Regions from separate parts of the Mus musculus genome. Here regions 1, 2 and 4 are each linked to region 3. Evidence: chromatin contacts called from public HiChIP or PLAC-seq, Micro-C and capture Hi-C data. All regions are on one chromosome and are shown on one strand. Each heading gives the region's core, a stretch centred on a gene start, on an enhancer-like site or on the middle of the called end of the contact. The rest is flanking DNA. Distances are from core to core; before and after follow the strand shown. Region 1 holds the start of Mocs3 (molybdenum cofactor synthesis 3). Region 2 holds the start of 1700017J07Rik (RIKEN cDNA 1700017J07 gene). Region 3 holds the start of Zfp217 (zinc finger protein 217). Region 4 holds the start of Sall4 (spalt like transcription factor 4).

The links. Hi-C and Micro-C count contacts between places; a contact is called where the count stands out from the background. HiChIP or PLAC-seq counts read pairs in DNA pulled down with a chosen protein or histone mark. Capture Hi-C pulls out chosen DNA fragments and counts their contacts.
Region 1: an H3K4me3 HiChIP or PLAC-seq map of pro-B cells shows a contact between it and region 3, with 8 times the contacts expected there. The contact joins the promoter of Mocs3 here to the promoter of Zfp217 in region 3. A contact is called at or near these places in 5 of 39 promoter capture datasets (3T3-L1-derived adipocytes, the C10 cell line, the HPC-7 cell line and 1 more) and 4 of 115 datasets of contacts at active chromatin or transcription factors (embryonic forebrain, large pre-B cells, pancreatic cancer cells and 1 more).
Region 2: a capture Hi-C map of embryonic stem cells shows a contact between it and region 3, with 3 times the contacts expected there. The contact joins the promoter of 1700017J07Rik here to the promoter of Zfp217 in region 3. A contact is called at or near these places in 10 of 39 promoter capture datasets (the 3T3-L1 cell line, 3T3-L1-derived adipocytes, the C10 cell line and 5 more), 2 of 115 datasets of contacts at active chromatin or transcription factors (embryonic stem cells and extraembryonic endoderm stem cells) and 1 of 9 other capture datasets (embryonic stem cells).
Region 4: a contact with region 3 is called in a Micro-C map of embryonic stem cells, with 4 times the contacts expected there. The contact joins the promoter of Sall4 here to the promoter of Zfp217 in region 3. A contact is called at or near these places in 1 of 39 promoter capture datasets (embryonic stem cells), 1 of 484 Hi-C or Micro-C datasets (embryonic stem cells) and 3 of 115 datasets of contacts at active chromatin or transcription factors (embryonic forebrain, embryonic midbrain and stem cell-derived neural progenitor cells).

Annotation. Positions count from the first base shown.
Region 1 is chr2:168,228,929-168,232,198 of GRCm38.p6, forward strand. It overlaps Mocs3 (molybdenum cofactor synthesis 3), which reads left to right and starts at 1,694. Exons shown (of 1, transcript NM_001160330.1): 1 at 1,694-3,270. The coding sequence starts at 1,707. The coding sequence ends at 3,089. It overlaps Dpm1 (dolichol-phosphate (beta-D) mannosyltransferase 1), which reads right to left and starts at 1,451. Exons shown (of 9, transcript NM_010072.4): 1 at 1,265-1,451. The coding sequence starts at 1,425. Gm20716 (predicted gene 20716) reads right to left here and starts at 1,451. Exons shown (of 12, transcript NR_132310.1): 1 at 1,265-1,451.
Region 2 is chr2:168,976,718-168,979,640 of GRCm38.p6, forward strand. 1700017J07Rik (RIKEN cDNA 1700017J07 gene) reads left to right here and starts at 1,552. Exons shown (of 2, transcript NR_040326.1): 1 at 1,552-1,843; 2 at 2,010-2,189.
Region 3 is chr2:170,129,870-170,132,845 of GRCm38.p6, forward strand. Zfp217 (zinc finger protein 217) reads right to left here and starts at 1,351. Exons shown (of 6, transcript NM_001033299.3): 1 at 1,179-1,351.
Region 4 is chr2:168,765,808-168,768,738 of GRCm38.p6, forward strand. Sall4 (spalt like transcription factor 4) reads right to left here and starts at 1,394. Exons shown (of 4, transcript NM_175303.4): 1 at 1,105-1,394. The coding sequence starts at 1,222. Gm14261 (predicted gene 14261) reads left to right here and starts at 336. Exons shown (of 2, transcript NR_166178.1): 1 at 336-437; 2 at 975-2,303.

The sequences.
Region 1 (3,270 bases), core at 444-2,943, 1.9 Mb before region 3:
GAAAAAGGATGCTCGCACCACACATCACAGGGCCACCATATAGAAACTGATTTTTATTCAGATGCAACCAAAACAGCAATCCTAAACCGGGTGGTGGTGGTGGTGGTGCACGCCTTTAATCTCAGCACCTGGAAGGCAGAGACCAGCATCTGAATTCCAGGCCAGTCAGGGCTACATAGTTTTGACCTTGCCTCAACCAATCAAACCATGCAGACTAAGGCTTTTACAAATCAGTACGGTAAGGTTGTGCTTTCTAGAAAGAGGAACTATGTACCAAGTATTTTGTTTTTCTGAGACAGAGGCTGCTAATATAGCCCTAGCTGCCCTCGGACTTGGTACAACTCGTTTGCAAACGTATCCCTTGTAGTGCATAGCTTGGGATCAAGTATTTTTTTCTTGCTATTAGAAAATATGGGCACAGCGTCCTCATTGTCGTTTGAGAAGCAAAAGCCAACCAACAAACAAAAAGCTCTGGAAACAATCTGTGTTCTTCTGACGCACTGTCTAAAACAGCGCACTGCTACGCCATCCTACTCCTGCAAAATCCCGTTCTGTAGGTTGACAGTAAAAGATCGCCCATGATCATCACAGCATGACACTCATCTGGCCGTAAAGTACTGACTCCGTCCTGCCACTGCCATCAGGAGGCATTTTATTTACTGTTTAGTTCGGAGACCTTTTTTTTTTTTTCTTAAATGCGTAACACTTTCACTATCAAAATTCTTGTTCCTAAGAGCTAGGGCTCTGCCTAACAAAGCGAAAGGCCCCGTGTTTTTCAAAACAACACACAAATAAGCCCGGGTTCCTAATCAAACTCGGCGAAGATGCTCGCTCCCTGCCAGCTCATCAGCAGTTCTCTGACAGCGCAAACAACAAGCTTACGTAAGCGCTCGGCCCCAAGGCGATGGGGAGAACGCTGGCTCGGGACTCCCGGCTCCGGCGGCGGATCCTGACCGCCCAGAGGTATGAGGTCATACCTCCTCGCCCCGAAGTCAAAAAGAAGTTAAGTTAGCCCTTTAGAGAGAACAGGCCGGGGACGCAGGCCAGCGCGATCTGTCAACAGATAGACACCGGACTCGCTAGAGACCTGAGCAGGAAGGAGAAAGACGCGGGGCTGTGCTCCTCGGTTCTCCCCGCTGGGGAAAGCCGCGAGCAGGCTCGGGAGGGAGCGGAGACCGGGCCTCCGGGGGTCTCCTCGCGCAGCCAACCGCCGACCTGCAGCCCGCGGCCGGCTCCCGGCCCCCGCGCGAGAAGCCCCTTCTACCTCTCGGAGAAGCTCTTCACCAGCAGCCACACGATGAGCGGCAGGTTCTCCCGTTCGTTGTAGGTGGGCAACAGCACCGAGTACTTGTCCTGTCGCGAGGAGCGGCCCTGCGGCGGCCGCGGAGACGCAGCAAGACTGCGACTCGCCCCCGTGGAAGCCATGACGGCTCTGCGAGAGGCGCCGGAAGCGGACTTACGTCATCCGACACGGGCCGTACCAAATCTCGGAGCATGGGGGAGGCTCGGCGCTCCGACGTCCCAGTGTGGTCCCCGGGAAACTTCCAGATATGGTGACCGTTTCAAGCCAATCGTGACGGCTTCCCCGGATAAAAACCCATTCGTTTCACTTTCAAGGGCCAGGAAGCGTCTTCGTTTTCCAGTCGCTAAGAGACAGGCAACCGGAAACGGAAGTCCCTTCCCGGCTCTTTCCGGAAGAGGCTGTCATGGCTGCCCCGGAGGACGTAGCTGCCTTACAGGCTGAAATCACCCGGCGGGAGGAAGAGCTAGCTTCGCTCAAGCGGAGGCTGGCCGCGGCCCTGACAGCCGAGCCGGAGCCCGAGCGTCCGCTCCGGGTCCCGCCGCCGCCGCTGGCGCCCCGGGCCGCGCTGTCGCGGGACGAGATCCTCCGCTACAGCCGCCAGCTACTGCTGCCGGAGCTGGGCGTGCGCGGGCAGCTGCGCCTGGCGGCGGCGGCGGTGCTCGTGGTGGGCTGCGGCGGGCTGGGCTGCCCGCTGGCGCAGTACCTGGCGGCGGCCGGCGTAGGCAGGCTGGGGCTGGTGGACCACGACGTGGTGGAGACGAGCAACCTGGCCCGCCAGGTCCTGCACGGGGAGGCGCAGGCCGGCGAGAGCAAGGCTCGCTCGGCGGCCGCGGCGCTGCGCCGTCTCAACTCGGCGGTGGAGTGCGTGGCGTACCCGCGCGCGCTCGCCGAGGACTGGGCGCTCGACCTGGTCCGCGGCTACGACGTGGTGGCAGACTGCTGCGACAACGTGCCCACGCGCTACCTGGTGAACGACGCGTGCGTGCTGGCCGGCCGGCCGCTAGTGTCGGCCAGCGCGCTGCGCTTCGAGGGCCAGATGACCGTCTACCACCACGACGGCGGGCCGTGCTACCGCTGCGTGTTCCCGCGGCCGCCCCCGCCGGAGACAGTGACCAACTGTGCAGACGGCGGCGTGCTCGGAGCGGTGCCCGGCGTGCTAGGCTGCGCGCAGGCCCTCGAGGTGCTCAAGATCGCCGCCGGCCTCGGCTCCTCCTACAGCGGCAGCATGCTGCTCTTCGACGGCCTCGGGGGCCACTTCCGCCGGATCCGGCTGCGGCGCCGCCGGCCTGACTGCGTCGTGTGCGGGCAGCAGCCCACCGTGACCCGCCTGCAGGACTACGAGGCCTTCTGCGGCTCCTCGGCCACCGACAAGTGCCGCGCCCTGAAGCTGCTGTGCCCCGAGGAGCGGATTTCTGTGACCGACTACAAGCGGCTTCTGGATTCCGGGGCGCCCCATGTGTTGCTGGACGTCCGGCCTCAAGTAGAGGTGGACATCTGTCGCCTGCCGCACTCTCTCCACATCCCTTTGAGTCAGTTGGAACGCAGGGATGCGGACAGCCTGAAACTCTTAGGGGCTGCCCTCCGGAAAGGGAAGCAGGAGTCGCAGGAAGGGGTTGCTCTCCCGGTGTATGTGATTTGCAAACTGGGAAACGACTCCCAGAAAGCTGTGAAGGTCCTGCAGTCCTTAACGGCAGTGCCGGAGTTAGACTCTTTAACTGTTCAGGACATCGTGGGGGGACTCATGGCCTGGGCCGCCAAAATTGATGGGACATTTCCACAGTACTGAGAGGACAGCATGTGATTCGTGTGGATGACGGTTGTGATACCTGAAGAATCTATTCGAGCTTTACAAAATAATGTAGGGAAGAGCCTGGATTCACGGTCTCCGAATAAATAAACGGAGACCTCCCCCCCCCCCCCCCCCAAGGAGCTTTTTGAGAAAAGAGGATAGCATTGCCTCTGAGAGC
Region 2 (2,923 bases), core at 302-2,801, 1.2 Mb before region 3:
AGCCAGCAAGCCTTGGAGATCCTCCTGTCCCCACCTCCCCAGTGATGACATTATTAGCCCTGGTCACTGCACTTTGTTCTTTACATACATAGGTCTTGAGGCTCAGGCTCAGACCTTGTCCTTCCGTGGCGAGCATTTACCAAGTGATCTCTGCAGCTCCAAGGCTATTTATTTAGTTTTAGATTTATTTATGTGTATGATTTGCTTATGTGCATGCATGTGCATACCATGTGCACGCAGTACTCTGGGAGACCAGAAGAGAACATCCATCCCTTAGAACTGGAGTTACAGGAAGTTCTGAACTCCCCGTGGATGCTGGGAACTGAACCTGGGTCCTCTGAAAGAGTGACAAGTGCTCTTAACTGCTGAGCCACTTCTAAAGCCCCAAGGCTGAACATAAAAAAACCCATCTTTATTCATTTTTTGAACTTTTCATATATGTATATAGTATATTTTAATCATATTCATCCCACCCCCTCTAACTTCCTTCCCTCCCTCCTTCCCTCCCTCCCTCCCTCCCTCCCTCCCTCCCTCCCTCCCTCCCTCCCTTTCTTGCCCTCCTCCTTTGTGACTCAGTGTGGGGAATTGCAGGCTGGTCTCCAGTCGAGCTGAGGTTTGAACCCGATGGTCATAATTTACCTACATGACACGGTAGGCGTTCCCTCATGTTCTTGGAACTCCAGGCACTGCCTAAGGTACCACCTCCCACAGCCCCCACAAGAGAAGCATGGTCAGTAGTCATGTAAGCAATGTCCCAAGCTTCTGACCTTCAGGCTAAACTCCTCCCCAGTTACCTAGCAACAGTGAAGACCATAAAAAGGGGTGCTCAGCCCCCACCTCGCTCTCTTACTCCTTTGTCCTCTACCTCTCACTTCTCTCTCCTCTTCCCTTCTCTTTGTCCTCTCTTCTCTCCTTTCTCTTTCTCTCTGAGCCTCTCTCTCTCTCTGTCTCTGTCTCTCCCCTTCTCTCTTTCCCCTGCATTTCTATAATTAAGCTCTTAAACCATGGAGTGTCTCTGCCCTTCAAGTTCCTCTGCGCCCTCTGGTCAGTGTTGGGAACTTCTTCCCCCATTCCCTCTCTTCCACAACCCTGGTGGCTTTAGCAAATTAGCTGGGGGGGGGGGTGTCCCCAGGCAGGGCTGCCCCTTGGCCACCCCTTCAAGAGTGAGATAGAGGAATGCCCACCCAGGGATGAGTGGATAGGGTAGGTAGCAGCCCTCTCACACCTGACTGACCAGAGAATAGGGAAACTCTGCCGGGGCATTGGGCATATTTTTCCTTCCCTTCTTCCCCAGGGCCCCATTCTTTATTTTGTTCCCAACAACTGAGTCTAGTCAGTGCTGGCTGTAAGCGCATGATTGGGTATGGGGCCATTCACTAGGCATGCTCACCCTGGCACTGGCCACACCCTGAAGAAATCCATCTCAAGCTTTCTTAGCGCCCACCAACGCCAACCCCTCAGCGGGAGGCGGAGCCCCGTGAGCCCCTTCCTTCCGGTTCTGGAATGCTATTTAGGTCTTGTGACAGAAACCATGGTAACTGAGTTCCCTAGGGCACATGCAGTCCTGAGGCAGCATTTAGCAGTCTTACTCTACCTCCGGCTCCAAGGACGTTCTTTCCATTGCTTTGCTGCTGTGCTGTCTAAACCTTGGAGAGGGAAGCCTGGTGGAGCTGAGGTCACATTCAGGGCTGAACACTCAGGCACTGTCAGCAGTTTGGTAGCCGGCCTGTGAGTGACTTCTAAAAGCCACGCATTCACTACAAGTTCTGATTTCAACCCCATGGTACAGTTAGCCATAGACCTCACGTCCTCGGGAGACCTCACACCTCAGTAAGCAATTCAGGTTCGTAGGTTCTGGGGGCTGCAACTGTGGCTAAGTTATCTGCTGCTTTTCCTTATCTATTTTCTAAGTTTTAAATATACATGTATGATGTATGCACATGGTGTGTGTTGTACATTCCACGAATTTACCATGCTACTCAGCAAACAATGCTCAAATTCATCTACAGATGCTTTAGTTACCATGAGATCCTACTGCCCTCGTCGGATGCTCGATGCGCTTCCAGTTCAGAGCCAAGGATATAAAGGTCTGTGTCAGAATAATGGTGAATCTGCCAGAATGAGTGCAAGCCAAACACCCCATTTCTTGGTGCTACAACCCGAATAAAACATATTAGCCGTTCCCTCCAGATGGTTCTCTATAGCTTGTTACTATTATAATTTGATATGCTCATATCTATGTGTAAGAAATCTTGGTTACTTATAAAGTCAGTGTCTCACTATAGAACGGGGGTAATTTTATTATTGTTAACTACTACTGTTATGTGTGCATGCAATCCCATGTGTGTGAAAACAGGGATGTGGAAGGCAGGTGGTGACAAGTTTCGGGAATCAGTTCTTTTCGTCCACTGTGGAATCCGGGATTTGAACCAGGTCACCAGGTTTGAGCAGCAGGCATGTTTACCAGCTGAGCCATTTCTTTGGTTCGGGTGAGTAGTTTAAAAATACTGATGCACACCATAAACAAAGTAGGAAAAGTGCAGGTTCGAAGCAAGAGTTGCAGATGTAGCTCAGTTAGTAGAGTCCCTGAGTTCAGTTTTCCAGTATCACATAAGCCTGGTGTGATGTCACAGGCCTCTAATCCAAGTACCTGAGGTGTAGAGATAGGGGGATCAGGAGTTCAAAGTCATCTCCAGCTACACAGAGAGCTAGAGGGTAGCCTGGGCTACATGAGTCTCAAAAGGAAAAAAGGTTTGAGAGGTTTCCTAAAGCATCCCGGCACAAACATTTAAATGAATTTACTTCTTTTTATGTGTATGGGAATTTTGCCTGCAAGGGGCTGTCCACTACACTAATGCCTTCAGAGGCCAGAAGAGGGCTTCAAGTTCCCTGGAACTGAAGTTATGGATGGCTGTGAGCTGCC
Region 3 (2,976 bases), core at 101-2,600:
ACTAATCCTTCTCGAAACAAAAACTTAACATCTGATATCCAATTTGGTACCAAGGTGGTCGATTTACTCTGGGAAAAGTAGTCAAGAAGGCTGTGGACGTTTTTCTCTTACAAAGAGAGGTGAAAGGCCCCCTGAGGCCCCTACCTAGTTGCCAGGCATGGCCAGCAGCTGTGGCTACCCTGCCTCCTCTTTTGTTGGCCTTAATCTCATGTCAAGTTATTCAACCACCTCAAAAGGGATGAAGACATAATTGAATCAACCTGAACTAAATCAGACCTAGGCCTCTTAAAACATACAACTTAATGGCTCCAACCCATCCCAAACCAGGAAACTGGCCACGGGATCCTGGGGTACACATGGTGCCCTACAGCCCTGGACCCCAAGCTGGTGCCCCTTAATCAACGCATGCTCAGGAATGCCTGTTTCTCAGAGAAAGAAACTAAGGCTCACAGGACACAGCCCTTAAGGTTGGGAACGACCACCCCGAGCCCCCGACCCAAACAATAAAAAGTTTAAAAGTTTCTACTACTGTGTGAGTGCGGACCGGCCCCCACTGGGGGTCCCAGAAGTGGGCCCCCGGGACTTCGGCTCACTTCAGGAAGCAAACCTTTCGGGAAAAATCCCCGCCCGCTGTCCCCACCCCCACCCTCCCCGCCCAAGAATGCGCTTCCCGTGCGCCGAGGGTCTGAGGCGGGGGCGCCCTTCACTGCGCGCCCGCTCGCGTTGAGGCTAAACTGAGGCGCACGGGGCGGCGCCCTCGGATGTGCGGTGCCGCCTCCCGCCAACCCGCACGAACTTCCCACGGGAGTTTGCGGGACGTTCTAAGTTTGGGAGTGAAACCGAACACCTTCCTTGGTTGGCAGGACGCAGCTCCCGCAGGGGCCCGGACCCCCGACGGCCACGCCGCGCCGGGCAGGCCATTGTCTCGGCCGTCCCTCCCAGCCCCACGCGCGGCCGCAGCCGTGGGGACGCGGCCCCGGCGCCCCTTTACCTGCGGCCGTCCGGCTGCACCGCCCAGCCGCGGGGCTGAAGGAGCGGCAGAGGCGGCGCGGCCTTTGTGCGTCTGCCGCTAGCCCCGACGGCGCGGGGACCGGGACGGGGCCGCGCCATGCCCGCCTCCCACGGCCGCGGGCGCCGGGACCCCCACCCCCACAGAGGCTCCGGGGGGCCGGGCTCACCTCCGGCGCGGGGCGAGGGAGCGGCGCGGGCGCCCCCTACTCGTCCGCGCGGGGACAGTGCAGGCGCGGGGTCCCTGCGCGGGCGGGCGGGCGGCCGGCGTCCGGCGGGGGGACTGTTGGGGCAGAAAGTGCTCGCAGCAGCTGTTGCGCCCTCCCCCCCGGCCGCGCCGCCTGACGCCCCGCCCCCGGCCACGCCCCCTCTGTGACCGCGCGTGTGCGCAAGCGCGTCCCCGACCCGCCCACCGCTGCGGGCCACGCCCCCCTCGGACCCCCCGAGGCGCGAGCCCCGCGGAGCGGCGCGCGCACCCCACTCCCACCCCGTGGGCTCCCGCGCACGCGCGCCCCGCGCCGTGTCCCGCCATCCGGCCTAACGTGGCGCGCTCGCGCCCGGGCGGTTCCAGTGACAGGTATTCTGGGGATGGAGGGGGGGGCTGCAAACGCAGCACGCAGGCGCACAGCCAGTCCTCCCTCGCCGCCTCCCCCTCCCTTGCAAGGTGCGCCCCGGGAGGGGAGGGAAGAGGAGGGGAGGGGCCGGTTGCCCAACTCCCCGGTCGCCCAGAATCACGAACAACAACAATAATAATAATAAAAATTTAAAAATAAACCAACCTTGCCACTGGCTTCGGGAGCTCACAGGATAGCGGTGTTCTGAGGTGTTGTGAAGGTTAACACTTTCAGAGAGTCAATGTGAGGAAGGTCCGAGACCTAAAAAGAATAAATTTTCTCTTAAATTGTTATCTTCAAAAAGCCTTTTTATTTCTTCCTTAACACCCTGGGCTTGTGTTTCTATTATAGTTTCATATCTGAATTTGGACTTGGTACCTAATAAATCTTAGTTTGCAGAGAAATTCATTTGAGTGAAACTAGGCTTAAAAGTGTGCTCAAAAACAAAAACCACACACTTCTTTATGCCCATCTCACTTAAAGCGTTTCCCTTCTGTTTTGTTCCTGACTCGTATTAAAGATGAAAGAAGATAAGACAGGAAAAGGTTTGACTCCAAAGGCCTGGGACTGATGTCCCGTTTTAAGCAAGCCCCAGGGAGGAACTATGGCGGCCACAATCACATCCAATAATTTTTCTGCTCCAAAATGCAAATGAACTCAAATGTAAAATAGATTTATTGCTTAACACCGAACAGTCAACTTGTTTGTTTCTTTTTCAAGCTGGCCCTCGGTGTATCAAAAAGTGGGAAAACATCAAGAAAAGCATACATACCCATTTCCTAAATCAAAAAGAAGCGTGGGGGTTGGGGGGGAACGGGACAAAAAAGAACCGACCGGAACTGGTAAGCAACGCAGTCCTTAATAAATAGGAAGAAGAATTCAAGAAGACAGCTTAGCAAGGGGCAAGAACCTGCCTTGTAGAATGTTTTTGCTGTCATTTTACATAGAACTACCAACCCACATATGGTCTCGTTAGTCTTTTTTTTCAAAGGAAGTGAATCAATTACTTACTCACAATTAATTAGCATCGCTGGAAGTAGATCCTTAAGCCAGCCCTGATTCTCATCCAAGCCCAGAAGATATTGATCATTTTTAGTACTAGGGTTCCTTTTCTCACCACAGATTAATATCTTTCTCTAAAGTATTATATTTACCCTATAAATATCATAAACTATAATATTTATAAGGTTAAAGCCTTATAAATATTCACGATCAAAACGCAACAGCTCAGCAAGCATTCATAAGCAGAAGACTTCATTTAACTTTGACCCCCCCAAATTAAAAAAAAAAAAAAAAAACGAGGGAGGGGAGCTTTGCTATAAAACAAAGAAAACTATGACCAAGTAAAGTGGAT
Region 4 (2,931 bases), core at 144-2,643, 1.4 Mb before region 3:
CCGCGGAGAGCTGGAATCGAGCGGGAGGCCCAGGGGGACTCCCTCCTCCCAACGTTCCCGGTTTCTTCGGCGACAGCACGGCGGGCAGGGACGAGGGGCTCGCCCGCAGCTCCCGGCCGCGCTGAGGTCCTGAACTCCGTGGAGGCTCAGGCCGGGTCAGCCGCAACCCGACCTCTCCCCTTTCACCTCCCGGGCGTGTGCTGAGCAGTGCCGCCCGGGGGATCCGTGCAAAAAAATAAATAAAGGAGCGGGGGTGCGCCCCAGAGGGGGTGACCATGCACCCGCTGCCCGGGCCCCGGCCCGCACCCTCCCGCTGGCCGCGGTTATTTTTAGATAGTCGGAAATCAAAGATGGCTGGAGGTCAGGCCCCGAAAGGTTAGGGCGAGGACCGGCAGCAGGCGCCGTAGCCCCCGGGAAAGGCGGAAAGAAAAAAAAAGGTAAACAAAATATCTAAAATTACAAAAAAATAAAAGTTCCCTTCCTCCGAAAGGGAACTAAGCCCAACAGCCTCCCCCGCCCTCTGCGCTGTGCGGGTGGCCCGTACCCCGGCCTGGGGGTGGGGAGAGGTCGCGCCCCCTCCCCCCACTCGGCCTGGGAGGGGCGCGTGCAACAGATCGCCCTCCTCGGGGGGTCCCCCAGAGGTGCGCCCCTCCCCCAGGGGCCCCCAAGAGGGTAGTAGAGAGGGTGGGGAGACTTGGGGGTCTCTTTCTTTTAAAAGCGGCGCCACTAGAGAGGGGGTGAAGGAAGCCCAAGTTACCGGCGTAGGTGGGTGCTTATGTATCCAAAGGAGGGAAACCAATTATGGGACTGTGGACGAGGAGAGAGAAGTTGGAGGGAGAGGCAGAATGTGGAATCAACTTTACAATAAGAGGGAGAAAACTAGGGGGATTTGCAAAGGGGTGGGCGGGTTGAGGCTCCCTCCGAGGTGGGGGATTGAGGCTCCCTCCCTCCGCATCTCTCCTTTCCTGGAACAGAGTCCGGAATCCCCATTCCAGAATCGGCTCCCGGAACCCGCGCCCTCGAGGGACGCGCGGCAGTGCTAGGAGCGCCCTCCCGGGACGCACGGACAGTCGGGCGCACGGACGTGGCCGCAGCCGCACTCACCGGGTTCCTCCGCCGCCAGCGCCTCGGCGAGGTCGGGGCTCGGTAGCTGCTGAGGCTGCTCGCCCTGGCCCTCCTCCCAGTTGATGTGCTGGGGCTTCGCCTGCTTGCGCCTCGACATGGTGCGCGCATTGGGGCGCCGGGAAGAGCCCTGGTGACTTGCCCCCTCTCCGCCACCAATTCCTGGAGTTGGGAAATTTTAGCCCCCTTCGGCCGAAACGCGCATGTCCCAGTAATTATTATTATCAATAATGCATTGCGATTTATCATGAGCTCTGACAGCTGATTGGCCTGGGTCCAAGACCTCAGAGATCATTTAAATAAGCCCTCATTGATCAGGGAGGGGAGAGGCATGCTGGGCCTTGTAGTCCGGCCCTACATGTGACAAAGGCGTGTTCATCTAGGAAGCATAGCTAATTAGCATCCGGGCTCAGATTGGCCGAGGCGTGGATCGACTTGGAGGTGGGGGGAATCATCCTTGCGGCCACTATCCGAATTCTGAGACGGAAAAAGGAAAATTGGTTTATTGAAAATCAGGGCTGGACATGAAAGTTCTAGAACCGATGTATCTCGGTTACGCGCTCCACAAAATTATTGTAGTAATTGGCGTAGTTGATAACTACCAGCTGAGAAAGGTCTTTCCGCTCACAGAAAAATAAGTCGGTTCAACTTTTCCCTCTAAAATCAAACCTGAACAAGAGACTCGAGTCCCTTTTCAATTTTCTTTTTACGGAAATGTTAAAACTGCGTTTTGAAGTGGCCGGTGGTACCTTCTGTCCATCCCACCTCCCCATCTTACCTAATTTCAAGCTCTTCCGAACCCACCAGGGTTTGCATCCTTAAAATGCTGAGTAATACTCGCGGGATTCATATTCACGAGCCAGGATTTGTTGTAAACTTCCTGGATTTTCGGAAGCACTTCTAAACCACTGTCTGCTAACTGTAGAAAGGGCAGATGAAAAGCAAACTTGCTAGAAAACAATTCCAGAATAGCAAGTGGTTGCAGATTCTATCCCTAAAGCTGTTCAGGGCTCCCAAAAGGTACGAGGGTGTTTGTACTTAACTGCTTTCTAGAACACTGCAATACAGAACTGACTTACAGAAAAGCCACTTCCTCCTGAAGTTGTGTGGTCCTGATTCGGGAATGCCTAGAATTTCCTAAAAGGGTGTGTATGGATATAAAAATTTATTTCTCAAATCTACCTAAGTTTAATTGGCTAACTTCCTTGCAACAGTGTCTGAGCTCAGTGTTGAAGAAGTTCAACTAACTGGCCAGCCCCCTCTGTGGCCTTCCCATGGGACCTGTGGACAGCTAGATCCTTATTTGACTTTGCCTTCATTATGAGAGACTGGGCAGACATCAGCCTCTCCTCCATCTTTCTGCTTTGCATTTTCTTGATTAGCTATTTGTCGTTTCCTGCTTCTGAGAGGCTGGTGAGGAAGGAAGCGGGAAACAGGAGCCTGACCTCATGAGCATGCTCACCTGTGCCTGTGGACAACCCAGAGCTGAATAAGTCAGCTGGACCACAGGTTTGATATGCGTAGCTAGCACTGAGCCCTTACAGAAATGCCTGCTTTCCAGTTCTGGTCTTTCTTCTGCAACGTAGCTTGAATTACTTCGAGCGCAACATCTAAAAGAAATAGGACAGCCCCTCCTGCCAGCCAGGGTGGCGGCGTGGTGGCCTTGGCGGGGAAGAATCTGTTTTCATGCTGCATAAAAGCACTTGAAGATTCTGATACCGAGTCAGAAGGCAAATTAACACCTGCCTTCTCGCTGACTAATCTACCAATATTCTCCACACCTTTCTGGGAAAGGAGCAGAGCAGGCGC